Regions from separate parts of the Gossypium hirsutum genome. Here region 2 is linked to region 1. Evidence: chromatin contacts called from public Hi-C data. All regions are on one chromosome and are shown on one strand. Each heading gives the region's core, a stretch centred on a gene start, on an enhancer-like site or on the middle of the called end of the contact. The rest is flanking DNA. Distances are from core to core; before and after follow the strand shown. Region 1 holds the start of LOC107922150 (glycine-rich protein 2). Region 2 holds the start of LOC107922242 (CTL-like protein DDB_G0288717).

What was found. A called contact is a pair of places that touch in the nucleus more often than the background predicts.
Region 2: a Hi-C map of leaf shows a contact between it and region 1, with 2.2 times the contacts expected there. The contact joins the promoter of LOC107922242 here to the promoter of LOC107922150 in region 1. A contact is called at or near these places in 4 of 34 Hi-C or Micro-C datasets (callus and leaf).

What each region holds. Positions count from the first base shown.
Region 1 is chrD01:54,575,782-54,579,046 of Gossypium_hirsutum_v2.1, reverse strand. It overlaps LOC107922150 (glycine-rich protein 2), which reads right to left and starts at 1,660. Exons shown (of 1, transcript XM_016852024.2): 1 at 564-1,660. The coding sequence starts at 1,440. The coding sequence ends at 919.
Region 2 is chrD01:54,863,415-54,866,397 of Gossypium_hirsutum_v2.1, reverse strand. LOC107922242 (CTL-like protein DDB_G0288717) reads right to left here and starts at 1,586. Exons shown (of 3, transcript XM_016852162.2): 1 at 232-1,586. The coding sequence starts at 1,304.

The DNA.
Region 1 (3,265 bases), core at 411-2,910:
TTAAGTGAAGAACCGACAAAACCGGCCCATCTTAGAGTTGATCGGTTTGATCGGCAGACCGAATAATGCATGTTTCTAAACTTCATAGCAACAAAGAGGTAAACTACCATTCTTGCAGTCCTATCCAAGTGTCTCCCATTGTTACTAGAGAACAGATTACCCATCATGATTAAACCAAAAAAAGGGTTAATGCAGAGAGAGATGGAAAAATGGACCACTTGTAATTAAACAAAGCAAGGCAGCAGCACATAATCGGGGGAGTTTATGTTGCATTATTCACCAATGAGTCCCAAATCCCAATCCTTTTCATCAAATAGTATAAAGAAAAAACAGTAGGGAGTCCCTACCCATCTAAGAATATAAACAAACAAAAGAAACCTTGAAACAAAGGGCACCATGCTAAAAATGTCAAAATGTTGTAAATTATGGTTCAATCATATTAACACAAACTTCAGGTTCATGGCACATTACAACCAGAATGGAACCAAAACAAATCACATCGAACAATTGAGGCATTAAATAAAGAAATTCATGAAAGCGTACTGAAATTAAAAGAAAAAGGATTGAAACCAAACCATCATCCATCAGTTTGTATTTATATGATATCGATATAAACACTTGATGACGGTGAGTTTTAACATCATTTTCTTCTTCATTGTTGTTTTCCCATCGACACTAATGTCCACCCTCACTGTAAGACTACTACGAAAGCACCCATTACAACCATTTGCCAACTTCAAAATCCAAAAAGACAAAACAGCAAACTGACTAAGAGAAACCGTCCTGCATAAACTGGAAAAGGAAAACATAAAAAGCAAACCATACGATAATAACGAAACCGACAGAAACAGTAGCGGAAGAGGAAAAAAGGATGGATCGTAGGAGATGTGAATGACACATTTAAGTCCCTCCTCAAAATTAGCGACCACTGTTGGGGCAATCCCTAGCGAAATGCCCAGAGCCTCCACAGTTGTAACAAGCACCGCCGCCTCCGCCTCCGCCATATCTGCCTCCACCGCCACCGCCACCCTGCCCACATTCCCGTGCTAAATGGCCCATCTCACCACACTTATAACATCCGGCGCCTCCACCACCACCACCACCGCCTCCTCCACCATAACCGCTTCTCCTTCCTCCTCCACCATAACCACCGGATCCACCGCCATAACCGCTACCACCGCCGCCGCCGCGTCCGGATCTAGATGATCCACGAACAGGGTTGCCGTTGGGGCCCGTGACCTCAACAGCCTTGGGGCGACCTTCAGAAGACTCAACAACGTACTCGACCTCTTCACCATCAGCAAGGCTACGGAAACCCTCGGAACGGATGGAAGATTGGTGAACAAACAAATCGTCGCCGCCGTCGTCAGGGGATATGAAGCCATAACCCTTTTGGTCATCGAACCACTTCACCTTGCCGGTCATCCTATTCTCACCCATATTCAAAATCCCAAAACAACACTCAGAAACCACAGAAATGAAAAAGGAAGGCGCAAAAGCGAAGTCTCAGTGAGGTCGGGACTTTATATTGAAGAACAGAGGAATGCAGAAGGTGTGACTGCCACATCAGCCTTTGGGAATTATAATTAATAATAACTACTTCAGTTTCTAAAGTTAATTAGAACCAAAACGACGGCGGGTTTTAGAGGAAGGGATCGGACGGCTAGGGGTTAAGGATAAGGTGGATGAATATGAAGCGTCAGATTATACGATGGGAAACCTAAATCGGTCTTTTTTGGGGGGATGTGAAATTACGAAAGAGTCCGGAGACATGAGAGAGAGAAAGAAGGGTTACTTTGATGGGACCCCACAGTAAAAACAAAAATCTGATCTAAAGGACAATCCTACCCTATCGTATTTATGTATTTATCTATCTATTCGCGGACTGCACGGAGAAATTAAGCTGGCATGATTGCTGATTTAATTAATTAATTAATCTGGGAAAGAGAAAAAGACTGGTCAAAGGGTAAATTGGGGAGTAAAGAAAGTCACACTGAGCGGATGGGACATTTCGATGGGGTCGCTGTCTTTTTCAAACTTTACTAGTACATGTTTGTTTTTTTGCTTTTAAATCAAACTTCAAAATATCAATAAGACCATTTTTATACCATTTTAATGTAATTTCTATGATCAAATACAACACAAAAAATGTAAATTTTCGCTTTTTTATCACCATCTTTTAACATTCGAAGAATGACCATAAAATTTATGGTGTAAAATGCGCATCTCATGTAAACCATTCGTTTTGTACATCTTACTTTTATTTGATTATTTATTTATGTATTTTAAAAGATTTTGAGTAATAAATGTCGAAATTATATATTTTGTTAAAATGATAGGATAAATGAAATTTTTAAAAGTGTTTTGTAATTTATTTATTTTATTTAAAGAGATTAATTTTAAAGAAGTTAAAAGTCAAACCTTCAATGTTATAAGTTTCTTGAAGTAGAAAGGTCAAATTTCCAAAACAATATTGGTAGTAGCTAGGTTGTGGGTTTTTTTTTACATAAATAATATAAAAAATTAAAAAAATATCAAAATAATACAACCATTTTATTATGTACCAAAATAATACAAATAGTAAAAAACCTGGTCAAGGGTCTGTCACAGGAGGCACCAAAGGTGCCACTGTCATAGGCGGCACCTGTGCTATGTTTACCCTTTATTTTTTCTTTTCTTTTTCCTTCCATCCCTCTTCTTCTTCTTTTTTTTCCTTTTTCTTCCTTCTACGCCTCCTTCCCCTTCTTCTTTTTCTTCTTCTTCTTCTTCTTCTCTTTTCCTTTTCTTTCTTCTCTTTCGTGCACCTGAAGTGAATTGGGGACCATTATAAGGCTGGGATGTCGCCTGTGGCAGTGGCACCTTTGGTGCCGCCTCTGCCACTGGCACCTTTGGTGCCGCCTGTGGCAGGCCCTCGACCAGGTTTTTTTTCCTGTTTGTACCATTTTGGTACATAATAAAATAATTGTATTATTTTGGTATTTTTTTTTATTTTTTTGTATTATTTATGCAAAAAACCCTCAGCTTGTGGAACCAATTGTACTTTTCATTGTGACCGCATTATGAACCACAACTTGATATTGTATTAGTTTTTCACCTTTGCTTGTAGTTATTTTTATTTATGTACATCAACAACAAAATATGTTGTAACTATTTCCAACATCAGGATATTGTGAAGATTCCTTCAACAAATCAAATCAAAGGGATTGGATGAAGAAGATGTTGGATCTAATATCTTGAGTGTAGTGATTTTGTTTATATGTAGTTA
Region 2 (2,983 bases), core at 337-2,836, 290 kb before region 1:
AGCTTTATCACCAAGATCATAATCTTTGATAATTAATCTATTTAAACAGTCAGGTATTCATAATGTAAGCATGCATCCAAAGTTCAAAGCAGCCACTCAGAAACACAAAAATATAAGTTCCAATTCAAGCTTAGTTTGAACTACCCTCACAAAGAAGCACAAATCATCTATAATAATATATTGAAATGCAAAGATCTTTATTCAGAAAAGCTAAAAACAGTAGCAAGTTACCTCAAAGATCTCCTTATGCTCCGGTGAGGTTTCGTATCATCTTTGGAGAAGTACCACTGAGCAATGGTGCCACTGGTAACATAAACCTGAGCTTCCACCATACTGGTCAAGGACCACAACATTGTCAAAATAGCCAATGTAAAATAAGCAGGCACCCAGCTATCTTGTTTCCAAACACAAGTATACTCCCCATTCGATTCTTTAGCCACAATTTTCCCATTAAACCTAGAAAACACCAAGAACACAACAATTGACGCATAATAAGCCAACAATCCAACGGTCAACAACGGTATCACCAAAAACAACCCTAAATTCCTCGAAAGCGCATCGGAAGCAACCCCGATAATCCTCACAGTCAACTCGATCCGATGCCAATTAGCCACAATGATCCAAACAATAACCCCAACTATTAACAAAATGAAAATAAGCACCAGAATTCTATAGACCAAAGGGAAAGCATCACTACAAGAAGAGCTCAAGGTACAAGCAACGAACCAATAAACATCAAAGAAAACCGGCATGATTATAAAGAAAGGAAGCAAGACATAAACGATCTGCTTGGTGTAGTGTTTGAGTAATAAAAGCAAAAGCAAACATATGGGTACACTTAAAACTGAAGTTATCACAAGGGTCCATACTAAATACGTCCAAAGACTGGAACTTGACAACGCAAAAAATGAAGTTTCAGAGACCCATAATTGACTTGATAAAAAGGAAGTATCTTGAACGCACGAAGTGGAATTGGAATCGTAGGTGAAGGCCGAAACGTTGGAGTAGTTGCCGTTTCGATGGAAGATTGAGAAAATACCGAAAGCGAAAGTGCAGAGGACGAAGAGAAGGAAGAGGATGAGGAAAGGGAGGTCTTTGAAAGGTCTGGGCCCGTAATTGAAAGAGATCTGGAGGGACTGAGTTGGGTCGGATTCGGAGGGGCCGGATTGAGGTGGTTCTTCGATTGGAGGAGATGGGTAGGCAGAGCCGGTGGTGGGTTTGAAGAGGAGAGGTTCGGTGGAGGAAGCGGCGTCGTATAGAGATGTGGGTTTGGAAGTGGTGGTATCTTCTTCCGTGCTGCCCATCGCAGCGACGAATCAAGGGACGGAGAAAACAAAACAACCGTGGGGAGAGACGTTTTATCTGATTAGCAAGAAGAAATTTTAGGACTTTGGCTTTCAATAATTATTGTTTTGTTCGTTTTAGTACTTTTTGGGGGGATTTATTTAATTTTAAATTTATTTGGGGGTTTTTGTTTGACTGTTTGTTCATGGAATGGAAGCCGAATTACTAAACTGAGAGCTGGAGAAGAAGATGAGTGGGTTTGGACCGTTTGGTCGTGGTGGAACGGAACTGTTGAAGTGCCACGTGGAACTATTCATTACTAAAATAAATATGAGATAAGTCCATTATTTTCGGGTGAACTATTACTTAAAAATGTCAAAGAAATATAGTTTTTTTTAAATAATTATAATTAAATTTCAATAATATATTTTTAATTATTAGAAAAACACTAAGTGAATTTAACAAGTGTACATAATGAAGTAGTTGGAGTTGATGACCACGATTCATGGTATCAAAAAGCAACAACAAAGGCGTTCAATCCATTTTTGTTTTTTCATCTTGTTAATTTTAGTATTAAAGTGGTAATTTATGACAGATTTTGTCACTCTTAGATCAATCCTTTTTTTCTTGTGATCTAAGGGAAAGATTATACCTACTTGGTGATTTACCATAACATAAAATTATCTTTACTTAATACATTATCAAATATATTATATTTTTTATTTCATTTATTTAACTCAAATATAAAATCTTATTATTTAAAGTATGAAAAATATTATTACACAAAATGTTATATTTTCTCAACTAAAAGTAGTACGACAAAATGTTATAGAGTAGACATGCTAAATTTTCTCAACTAATAATAATTAAGTTATCATTATCGGTTGTAAAGAATATAGTTTTATATATATTTGATTCTCTAATTTTATAAAAAAAATTATTTTAGTATTTTATTTAATTTTGACCTAATTGCATAAAATACCCTCAACGTTTATAGATTTTTAGGTTTGGGCCCTTAATCCCTTTTTTTATTGACATCCTCAATATTACGATTTTTTAAAAATTAGTCTAATTTTAACGGTAAACGTGAGTTAACCGTCAATCAAATGACAAGTTAACGAAATAACCTATGTGTCATGTCACATTAGCACAATGTTATAGATGACATCATCAAAACAATTTTCTTTCCCATATTCTTTCTTTCTCTCTTCCCTTCTCATTGTTGCTCCAATAAAACATTTTTTTCTCAACGTTTTCCCAAATTTTCTCTCTTTCCAAACACCCAAATTCAAATTGAAAATACATATTTCAAAAAATAAAGAATAGAAATTAATAAATTACAAAAGATGATTAAACTCACACAAAATTATTTTTGAAACAAACAAAGAAATGGCAGACTCAATCTTAAAAAAATGAAAAAGGAAACATTAACGTTGAAGTAGTAGAACAAGAAAAGTTTCATTGTCTTTCTCTGTTCAGTCTCTGTGATTAACTTGTGAGCTAACTGAATTTAACTCAAGAGAGAAAAAGAATGAATCAGGAAGCGTTTATTTATAGCTTCATTGCTCGAGGAACAACGATCTTGGCTGAATACACTGAGTTCACTAGGAATTTCCCAGCAATCGCAGCTTAGTGTTTGCAGAAACTCACTTCTTCCAACAACAAGTTTACTTACAATTGTGATCACCATTCCTTTAAT